4 separate regions of the Sus scrofa genome follow, and regions 1, 2 and 4 are each linked to region 3. Evidence: chromatin contacts called from public Hi-C data. All regions are on one chromosome and are shown on one strand. Each heading gives the region's core, a stretch centred on a gene start, on an enhancer-like site or on the middle of the called end of the contact. The rest is flanking DNA. Distances are from core to core; before and after follow the strand shown. Region 1 overlaps LOC110257380 (a long non-coding RNA gene). Region 2 overlaps LOC110257380 (a long non-coding RNA gene). Region 3 holds the start of JAG1 (protein jagged-1). Region 4 overlaps LOC110257380 (a long non-coding RNA gene).

Region 1 (3,197 bases), core at 625-3,124, 590 kb before region 3:
ATTTAAGGGTAGCATGTTTGGTGAGAAAGACCCTAAATGTGCATAATCTCCAAGTCAGAAAAGCAGTTGCTATTTATTTTTAAAGCAGATGTTTGAGTTTCAATTAGAAAATTATTTTTTGAAATACCAATCAGGTGGATTCTATGTAATTACTGAAGCGTGTAAGATGAAATGTACCTAAAGATCAGCATCAAAATAAAGTGAATCAGGAGTTCCCGCCATGGCACAGTGGGTTAAAAATTATGTATGGGGTCGCTTTAGCTATTGTATTAAGATAATGGAGGAATTGGAAGGGTCCATGGATTTTTATTCTAATCTTATATGCAGTTCCAAACCATAGAGAAATTTTGAGTGAAGTAGTCATATCATCTGTGCTGTGTTTTAGGAATATAATAGCAGGCAGCACATAAATGGGTCTTGTGGCCTGAATTGTGCCCCTTCAACTTCTTATACTGAAGTCCTTATCCTCAATCTCAGAATGTGACTGTATTTGGAGACATGGACCTTAAAGAGGTTAACTGAGTTAAAATGAGGTCATTTAGGTGGGCCCTGATCCAATGTGACTGGTGTGTTTAGAAGAGAAAATCTGGACTCACATCCCCACACACAGGGAAGACCATATGAGGACCAAGCAGAGAGGCCTCAGAAGAAATCAACCCTGCTGACACCTTGATCTTGAATTTGTAGCCTCCAGACTGTTGAGAAAATGACTTTCTACTGTTTAAATTACCCAATCTATGATACTCGGCTTTCCAGTGCTTGCAAATTAACCCAGTTGGTCTGGCACTGATTTCAACTTGGTTTGACAACCTATGTGCAGCAGGATAGGGATAAAATTTCTTCTTAATAAATTCATGTGACATGCTTGAAAAGCTTAACTTTCTCCAACCTTTGGAGGGCCTTTAGCAACGAAATTTTGATAACTGAGAGGACTCAAGTTTCAGGCATATGATCTCTTGAAATGCCCAGGACATGACTTCTTTGAATCTAAAAATGTCAGTCCATGTTGTTGAGTTAAAACACAGAAGGGTAGCATTTCAGTTATCTGGTACCAAAGTAACAAACTATCACAGATATTAGTGGCTTTCTACAGAAATTTTGTGGTTTTGCTTTTGCTTTTCTCATGAAGCTACAGGTAGACTGAGCAGTTCTGTTAACCTGGGCCAGGGTTGGCTGATTTCGGCTCCAGTCACTCATTTGTCAATAGCCAACCAGCAGGTGGGCTGGAATCTGGCTGGTCTAGGTTAGCCTTGGCCAAGATGACTTGACTCTGCTGCATGAGATGAGACTGTCATCCTCCAGCAGGCTAGCCTAGGTTTGCTATCACAGAAAAGCAGAGGAGTAAAAGAGATGGCCAAAGAATGTATGGGCTCTTGATGCCTGGATCCCCAACTGGCACAAAATTACTTCTGCAACATTATATTGCACAGAGTAAGTTACGTGCCCAAACCCAAACTCAAGAAGTGAGTGAAAGAGACCCCACCCTTTAATGGAAGTAGCTGTAAAGTCCCATTGCAAAGGGCAGGGATTCAGGGAGCAGTTTTTACAAAAAAAAAAAAAATAGTGGGGTGCCATTTTCACAATCAGTCAAAGGTAGTTGATTTCCAGTGGTGGCTAGAACCACAGCATAACTGAGTTACCTTAAAAGGGAACACCCAGCTGGATCCTCCATCCAATGAAGGAATTCCCCTAAATTAAACACAAAGACAAAGCAAAAACCGTCAAAGAAGATTCCCACCAATGACCATTTGACCTGACTTTTCTCATTAGGCAAAAAGAGGAAAAACATTGAAGCTCTTCCACCCTGCTGTTCCTCTCACAGTTTATCTGGCTTCTGCTATGAGTCACAGCTGACTGAGGGGTGGGGGTGGGTCATGAGTCATGGCCTAAAACAAAGATAGAATTTGATGGGGGTGGACCAGAAGGCGGGACAGAAGACACTGCAAGTTCAAGCATTATCTCAGCATTTCGGGTGATTTCTTCTTTCCTGCAGCTGGGAAAATTGGGCAGAGTGCCCTCTTCTGAAATCCAAAGGACATCTCACAGGGGCCCCATCCAGCTGGGTTGAAGGGACTCATACCTTGGTGTCCCCTAGAGTGGAATTGCTAATTTCAGAAGTGTTTGTAACATTGCCCTCAAGGTGCTACCTTTCATCCCCATGTGCCTGGTCAACAGACCATTCCATCCTGCCATACCCCTGAGCAAGTTACCTGATTAGTTTGAGAAGTTAATATTTAGAAAGACTTGTGGTCACCTATGGTTTCCTGCAAGAAAGAAAAAATAAGCCCATGTTATCTATTCACCCACTCCCACATATATTTGCAGTTAGCAAGTTTTAAAAAGATCTTTGGCTCAATGACAATAGAGCTTCACTATAGTAGGAATTTGTTTTCAGCTATTACTCTCTATTTTGATGTGGCTGCACAGTAGCCAGCCTGGCGCAAACAAATATTTGTGCATCTGGCTTCACGCAATTAACACGTTCTCCTACCCTGAAGTAAATGACAATGCTGTGACCCCTAAAGAAATCTGGAAACAAAACTCCTGAGTGTTTGCCAAATAAGGTGACTCCCAGCCTTAAGATGCTGAACTTTGGAAGGACTGTCATTGAAACAAAGGCAAGGCATGGTTGGCTCCCATTCAACCTGGTCAACAACATCCTTCAGTACAGGACGTGGCATCATTTTGATTCACAGCAGAATAAAAGGAATCTATTTGTATATTTGGAAGTTCGAGTGAGGATTTCCTGAGTTCCTGATGAAGTCATTCGTGCCTTACAACAGCCTTGCTTGTCCCCCCAGAGTTAGAACCGGGTCACCATTTCCATGCAAGTGTGTGAGCTTGCTCTCCCTCGCTTATGTGTGCATGTGTGTGAGCGCGCACACACACAGACTCATTTCATCTCACCATCTACTTAAAACTCAGTCGCACATAATCTTCCCTTGGATTAATGCTGGCATCAAATCAAAATTTTGGTGCAAAAGGAGAATTCTTCAAGCTAATCTGTATTTGCACTGCCTGTCAATGAGAGAGTGCCTTTTGTTAAATCACTTAAGTACATGTGTCCTAGACATAGTACTTAATGGGAACAGAAACAGAGAAAAATGTTGACTGCTGGTATCCGGGAAAAATGCCACTGGCCTCATAAGCTTCTTCCCACAGAAATAGTCACAAACAAAAGATAATCTGACTTTGAA
Region 2 (2,975 bases), core at 448-2,947, 860 kb before region 3:
ACTGAGCGAGGCCAGGGTTGCACCTGCATCTTCCTCATGGATACTAGTCAGATTTGTTTTTGCTGAGCCATGACAAGAGCTCCATGTGTTGGGTCATTGTAAACTTGCAATTATTTTTCCAACCAAGGTGGAAATAGGAAGCAAGAAATAAGGTATGAGAGCCATCTTCTGGAGAGATCTGTCAACAACCTTCCTGAAATGCGTACCTCTTCCACTGTCTTCCTCCTCTGGCACTTCTGCCAAAGCTAAACCCACAGTCCATGACCTACTTCAATGAAAGGAAGACCGGCCATGTAGTAGCCCAGCTCAGACCTCTTACAATCATTCCTAGCTCCTAGGTCTCTCTCATCCATACATCTAACCTGTCCTTAAATTCTGTCAGTTATCTCCTTCCCACCACCAATACCTTTATACAATTCCTCACCATTGACTATCTGAACTACTTTTTTTTTTTTTTTGGTCTTTTTGGGGCCTCACCTGCGGCATATGGAGGTTCCCAGGCTAGGAGTCGAATTGGAGCTGTAGCCACAGCCATAACAATACAGGATCTGAGCCTCATCTGCAGCCTACACCACAGCTCACAGCAATGCCAGATCTTTAACTCACTGAGTAAGGGCAGGGAACGAACCTGTATCCTCATAGATTCTAGTCAGATTCGTTTCTCCTGAGCCATGACAGGAAGTCCACCATCTGTACTATTGACCAAGCCATCTGTAAGGTTTCCCACCTCTAGTATTAACTCTATCTAACCCATATGGATAATGCCTTTAAATGCACATTTCTAAGTTTATCTTCCCTAACAAATTTGCTGGTTCTCTGATTTAAAGGCGTTCACACATGCCATTGTAGAAGGCTGATAATGGCTCCCACAGGTATGTCCACATCCTCATCTCCACAACCTGTGCACATTACCTTATTTGGGAAAAAAAGGATCCTTGCAGATACAGTTAAATTAAGGATCATGAGGATATTTCAGATTATTTAGGGGGACCCCAGATGCTGTCACATGTATTATTAGAGAGAGAGAGACTAATAAAGGAGGATGATATGAAGACAGAGCAGAAAGAGATGGGACCATGGCCAAGGTTTACTAATAGCTACCAGAACATGGGATAAGATAATAAATTATCATCTTAAGGCACACAGTTTTTGGTAATTTGTAAAGCAGCCCCACAAAACCAGTAAACCCATTGTCCTTTTAAAAAAAAAAATAAAGGCCCAACTATTTTTATATGATTCAAGGCCTGTCGTAATCTGGACCCTGCCTTCATTTCGTAACCTAATCTCTCTCATCATTTCCCCAAATGAACTCCGTGCTTTAGTGACTGGGGGCGACTGGAAGGTCTTGAATTGTGCCATTTCCTTCCTCAGCTTCCTGCAGTGACGTAAGCTCTTAGATTTCTCCAGAACTACCAAACTCCTCTGGAGGTATAACAGTCAGCTTAAGTGTCCTAGAAAATGTGTGCATGGATCATGACCTTTCTTCTGGCTGGAGATGGGAGGGGAATGTGGAGGGACAATCTGAACTTCTAAAAACAAAACTAATTAGATAGGGATGTTTGTGTAAAAATGCATTGACATATGTGTGACTTACTCTCACTCAAGTATGAACTTTTCAAAAATGTATCCGCAGTTTAGCTTGCACTTATCAGATTTATAATGACTGTGCTAAGTCGTTCTGAGGGTGATGACTAATGCTCCAGGAAGGGGATTTCTCACATTCTTAAGGATTAATCCTTGCAGATACATGGCTAGTGTGATAGAGTATGTAGGTATTCAACTCGGATTTTATGTCCCCACTTTGAAAGGCTATGTATGTATGATTCTTGGGGCAGTGCTGTCAGGAGAGGCAGAGGGCAGTAGAGGGGGCAGGGAGGGAACTGAGCAGAATGTGGTCATAGCCAGAGCCTACCTTCAGCTGTTCCCAGAGGAAGCCTTGGCCCAGATGCTCCCACCTGAAGCACAAGGGCTTGTACTTTGTACCTCCTTGCCAGTCAGTCTGTGGCTGCTGCTGGGGAAGAAAGGACAACTGTGAGCCATTAATGGCCAGTACTCTATTTTTAATTTGAGGACCCTCCATACTGTTTTGTATGGTGGCTGTGCCAATTTACACTCCTTCCAACAGTGCCACAAGGGTTCCCTGTTCGCCACGTCCCTGCCAACACCTGTTGTCTTTTGTTTTGATAACAGCTGTACCAACAGTTGTGTTAGCTCTTTGTGGTTTTGGTTTGCATTTCCCTGATTATTAATGATTTTGAACACCTTTTCATCGACCTTTGGCTATTTGTATGTCTCCTTTAGAAAAATGTCTATTCAGGTCCTTTGCTCATTTTTTTAATTGGAAGGAAGTTACAAAATAGGAAATGTGACCTAGGGCAAAATCTCAAACTTTGTGATGACCAGTCCTTACAGCCCAAGTCCACGATCAGCCAAGAACTGCATCAGTTATAAAAAAAAAAGAAAGAAAGAAAGAAAGAAAAAGGAGTTCTCATAGTGGTACAGTGGTAACAAACCCAACTAGTATCCATGAGGACTCGGGTTCGATCCCTGGCCTCAGTGGTTTAAGGATCTGCTGTGTCTATGGCATAGACTGGCAGCTACAGCTCAGATTCCACCCATAGCCTAGGAACTTCCATATGCTGTGGTGCAGCCCTAAAAAGACAAAAAAAAAAAAAATCTGATTTATCTAAACCCCTCTCATGCAATATAATAAAAAATGCAAAGGTCGCATCAAAGAGTTGGAATCTCTCGAGTAGAAAATCCTTTCTCCCCAGCTTTTAATGGAATGCACCCATGAGGGCATTAATGAACGAATGAATGAGTGTCCGAAAACCTAAAGGGGCGGTGAACACCTGCTCTGGTAGTTTCCTAAACCTCTGTGGAAGTGCTGCGGCTCTTTGGTGAAAGTGCACCATGAAGCAAAGAGTGTGAAAGTCACCTCTCCCTTTAAACATCCTTGTGCAGCATCAGGGACA
Region 3 (3,333 bases), core at 590-3,089:
TAAGGCCTCAACAGCCATCATAATTTTTTTTTCTAGAACCAGCATTTGCTTTTAAACCATTATTTAGCACCCCATTCTGGGAAAACTGGGGGTGGTAGGAGAGATTGGTTTGAGAGTTGGTGAGAGAAGTCTAGGTGAAATTATATTTGACAACTGGATGCCTAGTACTCAAGAAAATGGGGGGAGGGACCGGGACTGGGGTCAGTTAAGAGGAAACACCCAGATTGTCTGTTTATGGCAGCTGCAGACTTATCCTGCTCTTGGATATGTCCCTTCCCAAATATGGACTAATTCTTTCACCAATGATCAAGATGGGATACATTGAGAAGGTGCCTTTCTTAGGAGCATTTCTTGCATCCTTAAAATGCCAAGATTCCTAAGCCATCCTTGGTGACTTTGAACCAAGGCAACACAGAGGTCAGTTAGCTGCCTTATTTTATTCCCTGGTGGGATGAGATCTAGTACTGAAAATACTGCCCATATTGACCCACCCATGAAATGTAGTAAGTAAATAACCACCCTTTTATTCTCTAACTCAGCATGTTGGAAAATACTTTCCCTTGACCCCTGCAGCCCATCATGCTTCACATCCAGCCATCATCCAGCCCCTGAAGAATCACTTTTTTTCGGCAGGACGTAGCCAACAGAGGGGCCAAAACTTTGTCCACCTTTCAGTGGAAATTAACCTTTTTTTCTCTAAAGAGATTCCCTCAAACACAGCAGTAGGTCCGCCTAGAGGGCTTGGTGGAGGCGTCGGCCAACCTGCAGGTTTCCCTTTGACCTTGGTTATGACCGAGAGTGTCGCTGTTAATTGCGAGGCTCGCCTCAAGGTAGAAAATAGCATCAGTTTCCACTGCCACCCCAGAGAAGCTAAGTTCTGCTGCCAGGCTCTGGCAGTGAGACAGTCCCTTCCAAGCTCTCTGGCCACCCAGAGCTGCTCGGAGGCCGCCTACAGGTGCAATTCAGGCACTGCGGCCTGGGCGGCGGGACCGGGAGGGTGCGAGCCCTAGCCCATCAGCATCTCTGCCTGGGCAGGACCCCCGCGTGCCCGCTGCCCTCTGGCCTCGTCTGGCTTCCCCTCCTCTGCCCCGGCGCGGTTTGGAAAGGAAGCTGGGAGCCCTCTGAGGCTCCGCAGACTCGGATTTGGGAGGGGGTGGGGCGCGGCCGAGGCTTCCCCTCGAATCTGCGGCCAGCTCGGCTCCGGGAAAGTTTTTCAAAGTTCCCAGCAGCGCCTGCCCAGGTCGCCTCTGCCCGGCAAGCAGACGGCGGCCAGCGCGCCAGCCTCGCCGCCGCCGCTTCTGCCGCCAGCTGCGCGCTCTGGGCGGCTTGCTCACTCGCTCGCGGGAAGCGGGCCGGGCTCCCGGAGGGCAGGCCCTCCTACAGGGGCGAAAGCCGCGGCTGACGCAGGCAGCACGGAAGGCGGAAGCCGCCCCGCTCCGATCGCTCAGGCAGTGCCGAGGCGCCTACACCTGGGGCTCCGACAGGAGGCCAGAGGCGCTCGGCGCGAGGTGCCCAAGGGGGCGGTCCGCGCAGGGGGCCCTGGGCGTCAAACTGGCCCCGCGCGTCCCTGAGCAACGGAGCCTTCATGTTCCTTCCAGCCTCCTGCCCTTCTTCCCGCCTGGACCCAAACACCCGAGGGCAGGGGTCTACGCTGGGCCCTCAGACGTCTACGTGGCCCTGCGCGTCTCCCACCCTCAACCCCTTCTAAGTTCTTTCCAGTACTCCCCCTCCCCATCCTTTGGGAGGGAAGGGGCGTGTCGCTGGTGGTCACGCCCCTCATGAATATTAATAAGCACGCATGCGCCTGTCCTGCGCGCTGGGTAGAGGTGGCCAGCCCCAGCCGCGGCTCCCAGACGGGCTCTCTGAGTCCCTCTCCGAGAGCCGGGCGGGCACGCGTCATTGTGTTACCTGCGGCCGGGCCGCGAGCTGGGCTCGGGTTTTTATTTTTTTATTTTTTTTCCTTCCTCCCCTCCCTCCCTCCTTTCTGAGCAGCTGATCTGAAAGGGAATAAAAGGCTGCGCATAATCATAATAATAAAAGAAGGGGAGCGCGAGAGAAGGAAAGAAAGCCGGGAGGTGGAAGAGGAGGGGGAGCGCCTCAAAGAAGCGATCAGAATAATAAAAGGAGGCCGGGCTCTTTGCCTTCTGGAACGGGCCGCTCTTGAAAGGGCTTTTGAAAAGTGGTGTTGTTTTCCAGTCGTGCATGCTCCAATCGGCGGAGTATATTAGAGCCCGGACGCGGCGGCCGCAGGGGCAGCGGCGACGGCAGCACCGGCGGCAACACCAGCGGCAGCACCAGCGCGAGCAGCAGCGGCGGCGGCGGCGTCCCGAGTGCCCGCGGCGCGCGGTGCAGCGATGCGGTCCCCACGGACGCGCGGCCGGCCCGGGCGCCCCCTGAGCCTCCTGCTCGCCTTGCTCTGCGCCCTGCGAGCCAAGGTAGGAGTCTACCCGGCCCCCCTCCCAGCCCGCCCTCTCGTTTCCCTCGCGGCGCCTGGACGCCTGCGATTGAGCGCCTGTAGCAGCCTCGGGAGCCCCAGGGCTCCTGCTCCTGCCTGGGCCCCTACGCCCGAGAGGCTGCACCTGGGCTGTAGGAGCCCCTGGGCTCCTAAATGTACCCCCAGGCTGGGCAGGGCTTGCTTGCTCCCCGGGAACAGTCGTGTCGGATTTCTCCCACACTCCAGCCTCCTAAGCCCGGGAATCACGTTAAGCCCTTGCACCCAGTTTTGCAAAATTATCTTCACTTGGCGCCAAGGGCTCGTCGGGGCGGGCGGGGAAGGAGTCTCCACTTCCACCCTCGAAGAAAACAACTTTCCCCTGTGCTGACCTCCCTCCCTCCCCTGCCGGCAGGTGTGCTGGGCCTCCGGTCAGTTCGAGTTGGAGATCCTGTCCATGCAGAACGTGAATGGGGAGCTGCAGAACGGGAACTGCTGCGGCGGCGCCCGGAACCCAGGGGACCGCAAGTGCTCCCGCGACGAGTGTGACACGTACTTCAAAGTGTGCCTCAAGGAGTACCAGTGGCGCGTTACGGCCGGGGGGCCCTGCAGCTTCGGCTCGGGGTCCACGCCTGTCATCGGGGGCAACAACTTCAACCTCAAGGCCAGTCGCGGCAACGAACGCAACCGCATCGTGCTGCCTTTCAGTTTCGCCTGGCCGGTGAGTGACTGCCGGGCCGGCCTGGGGTCCGCACCCGCGAGCGGAACCCTGATTTCTCTTGAGAGAGGAGAGGGATTTACAGCGCCTTGGCTGGAAACTCGGCATTAACCCAGGACGTCTTTGGGGTGGGGTGTTAGGGAGCTGAGACTGTGTAGCTAGATCTCAGCAGGCCCCAGTCCCA
Region 4 (3,265 bases), core at 431-2,930, 680 kb before region 3:
CAACAAAAAATAACTTTAGAAAAACTCTGTAGTTTCCTTGTAAGGAAAGACTTGATTCTTGTCTAATGACTTATATTAAATGAAGAGCTCACATATTCCACTTAGTAGAGACTAGGCAGTCTTTACGTTTGCTTTAAATGACCTCCCCAAGGGCACTCTCCTCAAGTGTTAATTGGATACTGTAAAATGTGGCTATTCCTACTAGCATAGCTATTCTTACTTAAAATTGGCAAGTGAAACAGCAGAGGAGCTGCACAGAATCATATAACCAGTGAGATCACCCCAGAGGTAATGGTTGGCAGACTCCAGATTTCTCCAGGAGGCTGATTGAAAAATATGCTACATACTACTGTATCTATACTATATACATATACCATACTATACTAATATACTACTAGAGGGTTCACCTCCACCAGACCCCGCAGTGTTCTCTTGAGCTCCTAAGTCATTAGTCTTGAATCCAAGACTTCCTGCTTTCTCGAGAACCAAGCAATGGGTGCTTTTAGCCAGCAGTACCACCAGATGATGTGCTGTGGCCTCTTTAATGTAAGCTACTCAGTTTATCCTAAATGGATGGGCATGTTTTCTGCATTTGCAACTTGGATTCCAAGGCTGGGAATGGTCATGCTGAGGAAGCCTGAGTACAAAAGAAAAGGATAAAAGGGCAAAGGACCAAAACCAACAGGGAAAGGCAATTACAAGGTGTATTAATGTACACTAAGCAAAGGGAGGGATTCATTACACTTTCAGGGGTTTTGGGTTTTCTTTGGGGAATTTTTTTTTTTTTTTTTGCATGAAAGGTAGGGAGAAAGAACTGATATTTGTCAGTCTGAATTGGATAAGCGCAGTTGCAAAGAATAAAGGGAGCTTTTAGAAAGTGGGCAGCTGCAGCAAAGCCTGAAGCCATGGTACTTGATACTACAGTATACTCTCTTAGTGATTCTGGGCAGCTTTTGAGAACAACAGAGGCCAGGCATTCAGGGTGGAAAACAATGGCAAATGTCAAGAAGGAAAGAAAGAATCTACAGCTTAAAAGACTGTTGATTGACAAGTAAGACAGATCAAAGAGAGAAATTCATATCAGGTATTTACAATTGTAATGCTAATAGAGATCAATAATTATAAAAGGAAACTATAGCAGAAAAAGCCAATAGCTTTCAGTCTTAAATAAAAACAAACAAAAAAGAAATTGGTCAAAGACTGAAACATTCATTTCATGCATTCTGATTTTTTTTTCACTGTTTATTTTTTACTCAACTAATCAATGAATAGCAAGTTTCCTAAGTGTGTTTGAATTTCTTTGCCTTAGAAATGATCCAGTGGAAATATTTGTGGAGAAGCACAAGGTGGGGCTCATGTATAATCCACTACAAATCAAGCCTCAGAGACCATATCGAAGCGTGAGCTTTTGTGATTCACAGGAAATGTTTTGGGAGAAGCAAGATTCTGCAAATATACCACCTGGGCCTACTGGGCTTGTTTTCACTTCCATTGCACTTCCACTTGTGCCCCACACAGGTGTGGATGTACAAAGCTTCCTTGTGGCAGATTGGGAGGTCAGGCTTGAAGAAAAAACCCTGTTTTTGGAAACTTGCTCAGGCTTGCTTGAGACCAGGGTGGTTTAGAAGCCCAGGGAGAAATGTTGAAATCAGTCATTGCAAAATCACTTTTGCAATAAGTAATGAATAAAAACTGAAGGAAAATCTCTTCCCCCACCCCGCAAAGTAAAAATCTACCTTGGGACTTGTCTAAACAGCTCTTCAAAATAGAACTTTAAAGACAACATTAACCAAAGTGCTTCCCAGAGCCAAGGCCTGGACCTTTGGCCATTTTTTTTTTTCATTTTTTAAAGTTTTATTGCCGTATAGTTGATTTACAATGTTGTGATAAATTTTGCTGTACAGCAAAGTGATTCAGTTATACCTATATACACATCCATTCTCATTCAGCTTGTTTTCCCACAAACATTATCATAGAATATTGAGTAGAGTTCCCTGTGCTATACAGCAGGTCCCTGTCAGCCAATCATCCCATATACTTCAGTGTGCATATGCCAATCCCAAATCTCCAGTCCATCGCTCCAGTCTGTCTCCTTTGGTAACCATTGGCCATTATTGACTTATTCATTCAGTAAATATCTGCAAGGACATGACAGATGGTACGCAGAGCCCAGGGTAGCGCTGAGAAGAGAAGGATGGTGACTCTTTTCGTATGGCTCGGAGACACCAACTTAGATGTCAACTCCTCAGAGTCACTGTCTTACACTTTATCTCACCTGGCTCCACCTAAGTTATTCTTTACCTACACTTTGACCCTTCCATCGCATCCCTTGGTACACCTAAATTCTGCTATTTTTAAAAATGGTGCCCTGTCTCCACCTACTATAATATCACTGTGAAGGTCCATCTGAATTATTCAGTGTTGTTTGCCCAGCATGTAGAATGGTGCCCATGTAAGATACGATCTAAAAATGTCTTTACTAAGGAAATGAAGGAGGAAGGTACAAACCATCCAACAACCTTCCTGTTCAGATGCAATGTTATATATAAAGAGAGAACCGCAGGGAGTAAGTGAAATATCCTTAAGGAAAATCAATTTTTATGGAACTTAAACTTTAAAAAGCTCACTTCTGAAGAAGACTTCTGAGAAGACTTTCCCCCAGCTCTTAATGTACCTCCACTGGTTTGTGGATTCAGGTCAGTGTGAAAATTTCAAAATATTGTGGAAGCAATAACAAACTCTTATTTCAAAGTGACATTCTGGCCATAATATATTCTGATCAATAGGAAATGATAGAGTCAAAAATTATGTAAAATGCATATGGAAATCGAAAGCGTGGAGTTTCCTCATGGGTCAGCAAGTTAAGGATCTGGCATTGTCCCTACTGTGACAAGGGTTTGATCACTGGCCTGGGAAGTTCTGCATGTCATGGGCACAGCCAAGAAAAAGAAAAATGAAACTGTATCAAAGGAGACATTTGAAATGAGTAACAAAAAATTGTCAGATTATTTAACAAAAAGTTCTGGGAAAACTGCTTTGTCTTTCTGAAAGTTGGATCTCTTTCTTTCTCTTTATCCCAGAATAAATTGCACATTCAATTACTTTTTAATGTAATTAAAAATAAAGTTCTAGAAGAGAACATTGGTAATGTGTTATATAATTTGTAGTGGAAAATTTATATGATTTTCTAATCAATATTTCAATATCTAAAGAACAGGCTCAAAGAACGATAATAAGCAGGGGAAATATTTGTATTGTATATTAT

What was found. Hi-C and Micro-C count contacts between places; a contact is called where the count stands out from the background.
Region 1: a contact with region 3 is called in a Hi-C map of omental adipose tissue, with 2.1 times the contacts expected there. The contact joins the enhancer-like site here to the promoter of JAG1 in region 3. A contact is called at or near these places in 3 of 5 promoter capture datasets (fetal skeletal muscle and liver), 19 of 47 Hi-C or Micro-C datasets (embryonic fibroblasts, epiblast stem cells, fetal heart ventricle and 12 more) and 1 of 2 datasets of contacts at active chromatin or transcription factors (skeletal muscle).
Region 2: a contact with region 3 is called in a Hi-C map of embryonic fibroblasts, with 2.6 times the contacts expected there. The contact joins the enhancer-like site here to the promoter of JAG1 in region 3. A contact is called at or near these places in 3 of 5 promoter capture datasets (fetal liver, fetal skeletal muscle and liver), 12 of 47 Hi-C or Micro-C datasets (embryonic fibroblasts, fetal heart ventricle, fetal skeletal muscle and 6 more) and 1 of 2 datasets of contacts at active chromatin or transcription factors (skeletal muscle).
Region 4: a contact with region 3 is called in a Hi-C map of retroperitoneal adipose tissue, with 1.8 times the contacts expected there. The contact joins the enhancer-like site here to the promoter of JAG1 in region 3. A contact is called at or near these places in 4 of 47 Hi-C or Micro-C datasets (embryonic fibroblasts, liver, omental adipose tissue and 1 more).

Annotation. Positions count from the first base shown.
Region 1 is chr17:20,220,083-20,223,279 of Sscrofa11.1, reverse strand. All of the region lies in intron 2 of LOC110257380 (a long non-coding RNA gene), which reads left to right. Among named protein-coding and RNA genes, the nearest start is that of TRNAC-ACA, 57 kb to the right of the region's middle. Within about 2 kb of position 1,874, at least 12 of the 83 cell types and tissues checked have an H3K27ac peak or open chromatin away from gene starts, as enhancers often do. A contact at or near this core is called in omental adipose tissue, where this site is marked.
Region 2 is chr17:20,492,718-20,495,692 of Sscrofa11.1, reverse strand. The region is part of intron 1 of LOC110257380 (a long non-coding RNA gene); the gene reads left to right. Among named protein-coding and RNA genes, the nearest start is that of TRNAC-ACA, 330 kb to the right of the region's middle. Within about 2 kb of position 1,697, at least 8 of the 83 cell types and tissues checked have an H3K27ac peak or open chromatin away from gene starts, as enhancers often do. A contact at or near this core is called in embryonic fibroblasts and retroperitoneal adipose tissue, where this site is marked.
Region 3 is chr17:19,628,165-19,631,497 of Sscrofa11.1, reverse strand. It overlaps JAG1 (protein jagged-1), which reads left to right and starts at 1,839. Exons shown (of 26, transcript XM_005672699.3): 1 at 1,839-2,435; 2 at 2,847-3,152. The coding sequence starts at 2,355.
Region 4 is chr17:20,311,191-20,314,455 of Sscrofa11.1, reverse strand. All of the region lies in intron 2 of LOC110257380 (a long non-coding RNA gene), which reads left to right. Among named protein-coding and RNA genes, the nearest start is that of TRNAC-ACA, 150 kb to the right of the region's middle. Within about 2 kb of position 1,680, at least 5 of the 83 cell types and tissues checked have an H3K27ac peak or open chromatin away from gene starts, as enhancers often do. A contact at or near this core is called in omental adipose tissue and retroperitoneal adipose tissue, where this site is marked.